Regions from separate parts of the Mus musculus genome. Here region 2 is linked to region 1. Evidence: chromatin contacts called from public promoter capture Hi-C data. All regions are on one chromosome and are shown on one strand. The core of a region is the stretch at or near the end of the contact, and the rest is flanking DNA. Distances in the headings are between cores, read along the strand shown. Region 1 overlaps Slc1a3 (solute carrier family 1 (glial high affinity glutamate transporter), member 3). Region 2 holds the start of Ranbp3l (RAN binding protein 3-like).

Region 1 (4,781 bases), core at 1,275-3,774:
AAAGATTACCCACAGCATCCCGGAGAAGATTTACAAAGTACCATAACTTCCCATGAATGGTTGACATGGCTCTCGGCGGCGTGACCTAACAGCATTTCCTTTACTTCCCTGTCAAACCTTTCATAGCTCTGGGCTTTCACTGAACATTACTGTAAATAGTTGGGACAGTGACAGCATGTACGTTCATGCTTCCTTCCTTTCCATCCTGTACTGCGTTGGCGCTCTGAGTCTTGCCCCGCAGCAACTGCCTAGCTGAGGCTATTCATTCACTCAATATCCAACTCCTCTGGCAAGATGCTGATGAGAGGAGGCAGGACACTGCTTAACCTTTGCCTCCAAGGTCTGGAGACAAGATGTTGACATCGGAAACGTTGAACTGAGGCCCAGTGAGAAGTCCAGAGAACATGCAGGCCACCGTGAGTGGCTTATTTTTGGTAATCCTTGCTTGAGTTTTTAAGAAGATAAACTTAGCGGCTACCAGACTAGTTCTATACTAGACTCAGCCATGACTGGTTGTGGAAGCCATTTTCACATTTAGAGCTCTTTTTGGGCACTGGGGCATGCCATAAATAGTTGCGTCAGCGACAGCGTGCGTGTTCATGCCTAGCTTAGGCTATTCATTCACTCAATATCCAACTCTCCTGGCAAGATGCCGAGTAATCAGAGTAGTGGTGTGAGCATTGGAAAGACTCCCTGCTTGGGGAGGTAGACTTGGTGGAGACCTAGACTTCAAGCCGCCTTTCTTTACCTGAGTCTGGGCTATTGTCAGTGAGAAGGAATACTCTTAGATTCTGTTTTAGCACCGTGAACACAAACTTCAAAACCCCTTTTGCCTTTCTTGGTGGAAAGTGTCAAGCACAAGACCTTTTCATACTGACATGTAGAGTCAGCCGAGAGAGCACTATTTATTTTAGCCGTGGCCCAGGTCCTCCTGGCATCCCCACTGGCCACTGCTGGAAAGTTTCAGAGATAGCAACTTGTGTGTTTCTCCAGGGTTTTCAGTCCTGCTCAATGCAGCGTGTGGATGCTGCTCCCTACACATTAGAGTTTTTTAAAAGAAAAAGAAAAAAAGGAAGAGAAAATGAAAGGGAAAGGGAATTTGTCAAGAAAGCACATGACTTTGAAAGATGGGGAGATTTACATTGTTGTTGTTGTTAATGTAACTAGTACATTAACCACATTAATATTCACTTTAGTAACTTTAAGAACAGCCTTAAGCTGACTTGTGCTAGCAAAGGACCATGAAGCTTTCATTCAGTCCTGGCCGTACCAGTAACAAATAGTGTCATTTTGTATACCAGTGAGCCTTTTGGGGTCATTGGAACCGTTTGCCAAACCAGGAGGGCCTCGACTCTAACTTAGCCCCAGTTTAAGATGGCTAATTTGGGCTTCCTGATGATAGACTTGGGTTCCAAGGGTGTTTGTGGATTCCCTGTGGGTTTATGTTCTCTGTAACTCAGTTGCACTTGCATTAAAACAAGGGCGAAATTAGGAATGTGACTGTACAGTACTGCTTGCTACAACTTGTTCTCAGCTCTGGGATCTATGCCCAGCACCAAAAATAAAATATAAAATAAAATGAAATATAAAATAAAATAACTTCAAGCTCAATGATTATGTGATGAGTTGCTCAAAGCTGAAGATACTGATGTTGAACCATGTGGTCATTGTCATTCAGACCACTCCAATCTCTACAGATCACTCAAATGTCCTCCTTAATCTGGTAAAACGATTTTTGTCACTATAGGTTTGTCCTGATTGATGGGTGGCATTACAGTTTAATCTGGCACAATTGCTAGCAGCTATTGAGTATAAATGATGTACCAGCTACTAAACTCGAATACTTGCTTAGCATATACGCTAAGATACTCTTACAGAAGTTATTTCCTAAAGTTATACTCTCCACCTTAACTCTTTTTTTTCCCCACAAAACATCTTGTAATAGCTTTTGTACCATGAGAATTGTTTCTATCTTTTAAAACACACTCCTTTACCACAGTGATTTTTGGTTGTGAGCTTCCTGATAAAATTTTGCTTTGGCTATTCTGAAGCATGTAAAATCTTCCCTAATATCTTTATCAGTGAGGCAGGGTTGGATACAGACAGTGATGTGATCAGATGCAGTGGCCCATCCCTTTAATCCCTTCAGCTCAGGAGGTGGACACAGAAAGACTGAGGCACGTGTAGAGCCAGCCTCGGCTACATAATGAGCTCAGGACAGTCAGGGCTACATAATGAGACCCTATCCCTAACAAATAAAGAAATAAGCAATATCAAAGAAGCAGCGATCTAGATTTTAACACAACTGGACATTTATATCTCGAGTATTTAAAGTTTCATGTTAACCTGGAGCCATCCCTTGTAAAAATGCCCTGTGCGTACTTTCCCCAGGAAAAAAAAAAAACCCATCCTGTTCCTTATTTCATCAACAACTTGAAGACATGGGAAGCACTTGCTGGTGTCTCAGATGCCACAGGCCCCCTCCCCCATAGGCTTTCACAGCACTGCCTGCACTCACAATGAAATCTGCTTCAATAGGCTGCAATGCTGGATGGAGACCAACAGGACCAAGTGCAGCAGGCGAGGGATGTTCGCTTCTACTTTTAGATTCAAAAGGCAGTTGCGCAATTACAGGATGGGAGCCACTGAGCTTGGCCGCAGCTCCTGGGACTAAAAGCTTTAATACGAACCAACAGTAGGAAGTGATGGCTAAAAAGGGATGAATATAGCTGTGTGCTTCCTCAGTAGAAATATTAATAGTTCACTCTGCCTCTGCGGTGGTCACACTGAGTCGGGAGTAACACGCCGGATTCCAAGCGCATTCAGTGGGGACTTTGACAATGCAGAGTAGCTATTAAGAGGGTGTTGAATCCAGTCCAAGATACGTTTATGGGGGCTCCTGTTTCCGAGCCGGCAGCATGCTAACTAGTGCAGGCAATATTGCTGGGAAGAATCGTTGCTGGTCTCTAACCTCAAGGACTTGGGAATAGAATGGGAGAGAGCCAGACAGGTAGGCGCATGACCGTAAAACAAAGCAAACTAGGAAAGCAAGCAGTACAAAGAATGTGCTGTGGGAATATGGGGCTGGGGTGGCTGTAGGGTTTGTACAGGAAATGAGGAAGCCTTGGAAGCAAAGATGCAGAGACAGGAAAACTCAAAGGCATAGCCGGGGAATACTGAGCAGTCCAGGCTGTCTGTTCAGGGTAAGCCCAAGTGGGGAAATGACCTGTGAAAAACTTAGGACAGAGCGTGAGGACACGGACTGCAGATGGGAAAGGCATGGCAGTCAATGAGCCTTGGGAAGTAGTGACACGCAGCAACCCTTAGAGAAGGGTATTTAGTCAAGAGGACAGATGGCCACATTCGCCTGGTGGGCGTGGGTCAGACTTCCTCTAGCTGCTTCCAGAGCGAAAGTGCGCCTCAGAGGGTTTCAGGTGTTCTTAAGCAATGCTTGGATGTTGTTTTGTTTTTAATCAAAACTGCCCAGGCGATGTAGTGTTTCAGAGCTGGGGAGTTGGTAGCCGCCACAGACAAGACAAGCCTTTCACCTGAGATGCTTCATGAGGAAGTAAAGCATGAATAATCAAAAAGATTCTTCCAACAGTGACCACCACCCTAGAAAGAGAAAGATGTTATTGATACAACTTTGCCACTTCAACTCATTTTATTATTGTAGTGGGCCAGCCACAGCCCCGACTCATTCATTTAAAGTCCATGTTTGCCTCTTGTTTCTTTTACCTTGCTTGTAAGCCCCATATTCTTTCTTTACCACAGTACCCCCCAGTGCACTTCTGGTAGCTACCTCAACATCCACCCTTACTCCTACATTCTGAGCTAAGTTAATTTTTTTCTACCGACCAGCCCCGTACATTATCACTGTCAAGTCAACTAAATGTCACTTCTATGTTTTTTTTTCTTTCTAGATATCTGGTTTATTGGTAGTTAATAAATGGAGCTTATTGAGGCATGTTTGAAGCAGCCTGTGTTACATAGTGAGTTCAGGGCAGCTAGGGTTACATAGTGATCTTGGATCATTCCTAGTATCCCTGGTAATGAATATAGTTTAATGTCAAGAACTGTCCAATTTTCTTCTCTGGAAGTTTTTTTTTAGAAATCCTAACCACCCCTTGAGAAGCCTTTGAAACAGGAAAGCGGTGGGCAGACGGGGGGTGGGGGTCTGCAAGCAGCAACCACAGAAGCAGCTCCCTTCTGGAGAAGGCATGAAGTTGTGAAAGTGTTGGCCTCTGCTGGAAGAACTTATCAGGAGATGCCAATCCATTGTTATCCTTGTGCCTAGGTCAAACCCACGGCTTTTCCTGTTACCAGGGGGAAAACGGTCACACTACACCAAAGACAGAGATGGGAAAGGCTGACTGGCTCCAGACTCGAGGGCTGTTTTACATCGTGACTGATATTGCTTTATTGTTTGGCTAAGGTAGCTGGGGGAACATAATCTCTGAGCCCCTGGGTGTATAGATTAGATATGAACAATCAATGAGCTTTTAAATGCTGAGAAAGCTAATCAGAACCAAAAGGGAGTTGTGTTGGCCACAGCCAAGAAGCAGCACCAAGATAAGGCACTCACTGAACTTCCCTCCTCTACGTTCTTTGTTCCTCTGCCTTTTAGTTTCACCGTCTGTCTTTTCTCTTTTCTCTCTTTCCATCTCTTTTCTCCACACACTCTTTTTTCTCCCCTCCCCAGCCCTAGTTCCATCCCCAAAGCCTGAATTTGGCACATTCCAGCTGATCGGAAGGGGAAGTTGAATTTAGCTTTTAAATGT
Region 2 (4,781 bases), core at 986-3,485, 300 kb before region 1:
CTTATAAAATTGGAAACAAACTCTAAAGCTAATGCCCAGTCTTACGGGGATCATGCCCTTTCCAAACTTCAGTCCTGGAGAGTGGAAAACCACTTGGCCAGAAAAAAAAAGTTTAAAAATTGCATAATGTTTAGGACATATCATTCTCTAAGAATTTGCCCCATGCAATGAATCGTCTGTGTACAGTTATAACTATTAACTTATGCTTAATTGGGTTAACTTTAGTGACAAGTGTCTGATATTGCCCACTAAAAATAATGTTGGGGAGATCATATATAATGATGCAAGAATTTGTCCATCATGTACTGGCATTTAAAGGGCAGTTTACAGAGTACTAAGTGCCAAATAAGTGGAGTCTTTTTGTTTTTAAAAGCAAGCAAAATAACAGTCCAAGCACATACATTGAAGAAGAGACTAGGCTGCCTGTTAAAATATTCACAGCAGGCGTCTTTAGGATGTCACTTACAGGACTTCTTTTTACTCACTTCTCCAGGCTCCTCTCACCAAATTTTCTATTATAAATATCACATCTGAATGAGAGAAGCTGAGGCCTTGCACATTTTAAGTAAAAGAGAGCAGCAAAGAAACACCTAGACAAAACCGAAGATTTCCTAGTAACACGTGAGCCACGTGGACAGTGCCACGTCTAAGGCTATTGGCTCAAAACTCCCTCTTTTAACCAGCGTGCTCTGAAAGGCTTATACTGTACTCCTTACACAGGAATCATCTCCTGTCCCTGCTCTGCTAAGCCCCGTGTGGCATGAGGTCACTCAGCTCAGCTCCGGAATCTTGCAGGGAGGTGGCTTGAGACATTCACCAAATGTTAGCACCCCTACGCTACCTTGAATGTGGGAGGTTTCCATCCATTAGCAGCTACCCACCAGGAGAGTGAAATCCAAAGCCAAGTATACACAGAAATAAATGAGGCTCTTATGCACTGTATATCCTAGATCCATGACAGGCTGCAAGGAGTTAGATGCGTTTGGAAAGTTCTTAGCCTGGGGGAGGGGCAGGGTGATGCTGGTGTCATCAGCTCACAGCCTTTCCCACTAGTGTCTTCTGTTGTCCTTATCAAGGGGATAGAGTAGTAGTTGGTCTATTTGTATCAATCGTCTGGCTGAGTAGTCAATCTGAAATGCTTTTAAAGATTATTCATGGAAAGCCTGGTGAGGTGTGGCGTTTAGGTGTCCATCAAGTCAAATGCCACACTGTCTGTTCCAGATCTCTTTGGACTCTAAAATGAGTGCCAAAATATGCATTTTCCACAACTGAATGAGTCAGAGGTCTTCACAAAGTTAGATGTAAGCAAAGCCCCTACTAGTAGTAGGACATGAGGTTAGCGCCAGGCTAACAAAGCTGCTCTTGGCTAAATTTCCTCAATAGCCCAGTCAGCCTTGCCCCATGGGTGTTTTCAATTATACACACCCTAGCACACTCTACACAACTGGCAGTGTCTAGTTTGAGTACCTGTTTCCAAGGAATATGTATTCTCAAAAGTCTTTCAAGAAATGATAATCCTTTAAATCAACAGCGAGGCCACGGGAACCTACTGTCCAGCCTATTATTCTTCCTCTCAGAGGGTGCAAGCTCTTCACCAGCCCACCCTTCCCCAGACATACAAAAGGTCAGAAAGTCACAGAGCGCAGGACTTTGCTCTCTAGACCCACCTTGCTGTTGCCGATCCTCCTGCACCTGCAGCTGACGCGTGCACGAACTGGTGAACAGGTGGCTGTCGTCTTTCCTTTGTGTTGTAGACATGGTACCAACGATCTGGCTGTGACTCGGGGACCACTAGCGCAGTTTGTCTTAGCCAGACATCAAAAACTGTCTTCAGAAGTTACTTGGAAAGAACACAGAGGCACGCGCAGATCTCGCCTCGCATGTAAAACATTTACTCCTCGAAAAGCATGCCAGGGTTTCTACTGGTCAAGAATTCTGCAGTAAATATTTACCAGTATCGCACCTCCTGCCTACAAAGATGCCAGCTTATTTGGCTGGAAACACGACTTAACTCTTAGTTTATTTTAAAGCGCCCTGGACCTTTCCCCTTTTAGAATGTTCAAAAAGAAACGACGTCTCTCGGTGAAACTAGCTCTCTCGTTCAATTTTAGCCGTTTTCAGTTCCTTCTCTGCTGTAAAGTCCAGTCCCTCTAGTGTAGAGAGGACTGCTAGAGAAACAAGCAAAGGGGGAAAGCGCTGCAGGATTAAATCTGCCTGGTTGGAGTTCGCCCCTGTGACAGTTGGATGTGTACAGTTCTTAAGGGAGGCTGGAGGGGAGGAGACTGGGCTAGCTGATTAGCATAGAGAGGCAGGCAAGAAATAGCATTCTTATTGTTTTAACGGAGTGACCAAAGCAGGGATGGTAAAGATGTCCGGACAGCACAGCAATTAACCACCTTGCTTCTGCTGCGTTGTCATTAAAGCCCAAGCCCAAAGCAGGGCTTGGGCAGTGCAGTTATTCTCAGGCACAAGCGAAATGGAAAAGATCCAGCTGGATCTGGTCAGGAGCGCATGGAAATGTACTGCTGGGACTCTCGGACTCTGTAAACAGCTCCGAGGCTCCAGGAGAGGAGCACAAAACACTACCCGGAAACATTAGCTTTGCTTCCCAGCACAGTCTCGACCACTGCTGCCTCTGGGTTGTAAGACAAGGCAGCTTGTGAGGTTTCTTGTGCTTGCCGGTCCATCACTGTTGGAAAGCAAACCCTAAACTCCTTAGACTCAGTGAAGTCATAATGAATATCATAGGTCCTGCCTTGCAGCGTGACTCTGAGCGAGACGCTCTGCTTGAATTTGGAAACTGATATAAAACACCCTAATAAGGTTGCCTCCTTATGATATCTAGAAGGCAGGGAGATGTGTCTCTTCTTGTTTTCTTCTTTCATCCTAAGGCAATTGACAATTTCCCAAGCATATTTTCATTTCTGAAAACACATGAAATGCATATATCACTTCACCTTTGTAATTCTTGTGACTAATTCAAATGAATTTTTTGTATTATATTTTGGGTTTTATTTGATAAAGCTGGCATAAAGATGTAGACTTGAAGAAGTGGATTCCTGGGCACAATCTGAGATATAAAGTTAAGTATGAAATCTACACTCTCACACCCATATGTTTGTGTGTGCATACCCAGGCATACACTCACACCTGAGACAATGCACACAGTCACACATGTATCCAAACCCAAATGTGTGTGCACAAACGCACACACATGCACACCCACGCACATGTGTTTCTTAATTCTCTGTTCCAGACAAAGGAGCAAAGCCTTTGTACACAAAGCTGGTGTTTGCCTTCATTGATGGACTCCAGCTTTTCTGTAGGTCTGTCACAAGTGCTACCATGTTAGAGACTAGGGCTGATGCTTGGGGACCCTTAGGGTTCTGCTTGGGGTTACACTATGGAGTCCTCGGCAGTGGCTGTATAATTTGCAGCAGGGATGCACCTGAGTTAATGCCCTGAGCTTTGAGTTACACTTATAACTGCTTTTTTAGGGTTAAGCGTTGTAGGCTCCAGTGGAGTGAATCCAGCCTGGCCGAGTCTTCCTTGTGACAGGACAGAATAAAGCATACCGAGGATGCAGAACAGGCATTTCCTCCACAGGCACTGCTCTTCCTCACCTTTTAGAAACAGCCACCAAGTGACTTCATACCAGCCATGCTTTGCTGTACATTTTGCTTATGAGCAAAAGCAAGACATTGGAATGGCAAAATTGCCCATGCATGTTGTAGTGGCTATTCCTGGTTGTCAACCTGACTATATTTGGAATGAACTACAATCCAGAATTGGAAGGCTCACCAGTGACCCTTATCTGGAGGCTTGGAGATAGAAGTTTCTGATCTGGATCTTGGTAAGATTAAATCTCCGAGTTCATGGTCATCTGGGATTAAAGGTGTGGTGGAACACACCTTTAATCTGGGCTACACCTTCTGCTTGAGACAATATAAGGACATTGGAAGAAGGGAGTCTCACTCTTGCTCCCTTGCGTGCTTGCCGTGTGAGACTGAGTAACTGCTAGATCCTTGGACTTCCATTCATAGCTACTACTGAACCGTTGTTGGGAATTGGACTGCAGATTCTAAGTCATCAATAAATTCCTTTATCCATAAGTTCTGTGACTCTAGAGAACCCTAACTAATACACATGCATGAGTGTGTGTGTGTGTGCACGCATATGTGTGTGTGCATGTGTGTGTCTGGTATGTGGGTGCACATGTCCATGCATGCATGTGTGGAGGCCAGAGTTTGACTTCAAGTATCTTTTCTCACCAACACCCACCCCATATTTTGAGACAGGATCTCTTGCTGAATCTTAAGCTCACTGCATTGGGCAGACTAGCTGGCCATCAAGCTGCAGAGCTCCGTCTATGTCTGCCTCCAGGACTGACATTATACCTGTTTGGGCAGGACCAGGTGGGGATCCAAACTCAAGATAAAATATTTGTCCAGCAAGCAGTTTACCTGCTTAGCTGTCTCCCACCCCCACAGGCTTTCTTATTTGGGTTCTTCCTTCTCTATCCTACCCTTTTCTTCTTTTCTGGAAACCTGCATCTTTGTGCTCTCCAAAGAGTAGAGTGGAAAGATACATTGTTACAGGTAAGAGGCTTGTCAGCCGCTACTCTTAGGGGAGATACTTGGAGCGTTGGTGTCTCATGATTAGAGTTGACAAATTCAGTTTAACAATCTAATGGTATTGCATTCACTAGAGAATTCTCTCTTCTCAGTTGAACCCTATTTACAAAGCAGAAATGCATTACATTAGTCCTCAAGAAAGTTACT

The links. Promoter capture Hi-C pulls out the DNA fragments that hold promoters and counts their contacts.
Region 2: a promoter capture Hi-C map of neural stem cells shows a contact between it and region 1. The contact joins the promoter of Ranbp3l here to the enhancer-like site in region 1. A contact is called at or near these places in 7 of 39 promoter capture datasets (the 3T3-L1 cell line, the C10 cell line, cranial neural crest and 4 more), 1 of 15 datasets of contacts at CTCF or cohesin (the NIH/3T3 cell line) and 1 of 115 datasets of contacts at active chromatin or transcription factors (the NIH/3T3 cell line).

What each region holds. Positions count from the first base shown.
Region 1 is chr15:8,661,739-8,666,519 of GRCm38.p6, reverse strand. All of the region lies in intron 3 of Slc1a3 (solute carrier family 1 (glial high affinity glutamate transporter), member 3), which reads left to right. Among named protein-coding and RNA genes, the nearest start is that of Slc1a3, 47 kb to the left of the region's middle. Within about 2 kb of position 2,524, at least 77 of the 459 cell types and tissues checked have an H3K27ac peak or open chromatin away from gene starts, as enhancers often do. A contact at or near this core is called in neural stem cells, where this site is marked.
Region 2 is chr15:8,965,403-8,970,183 of GRCm38.p6, reverse strand. Ranbp3l (RAN binding protein 3-like) reads right to left here and starts at 2,235. Exons shown (of 14, transcript NM_198024.2): 1 at 1,668-2,235. The coding sequence starts at 1,758.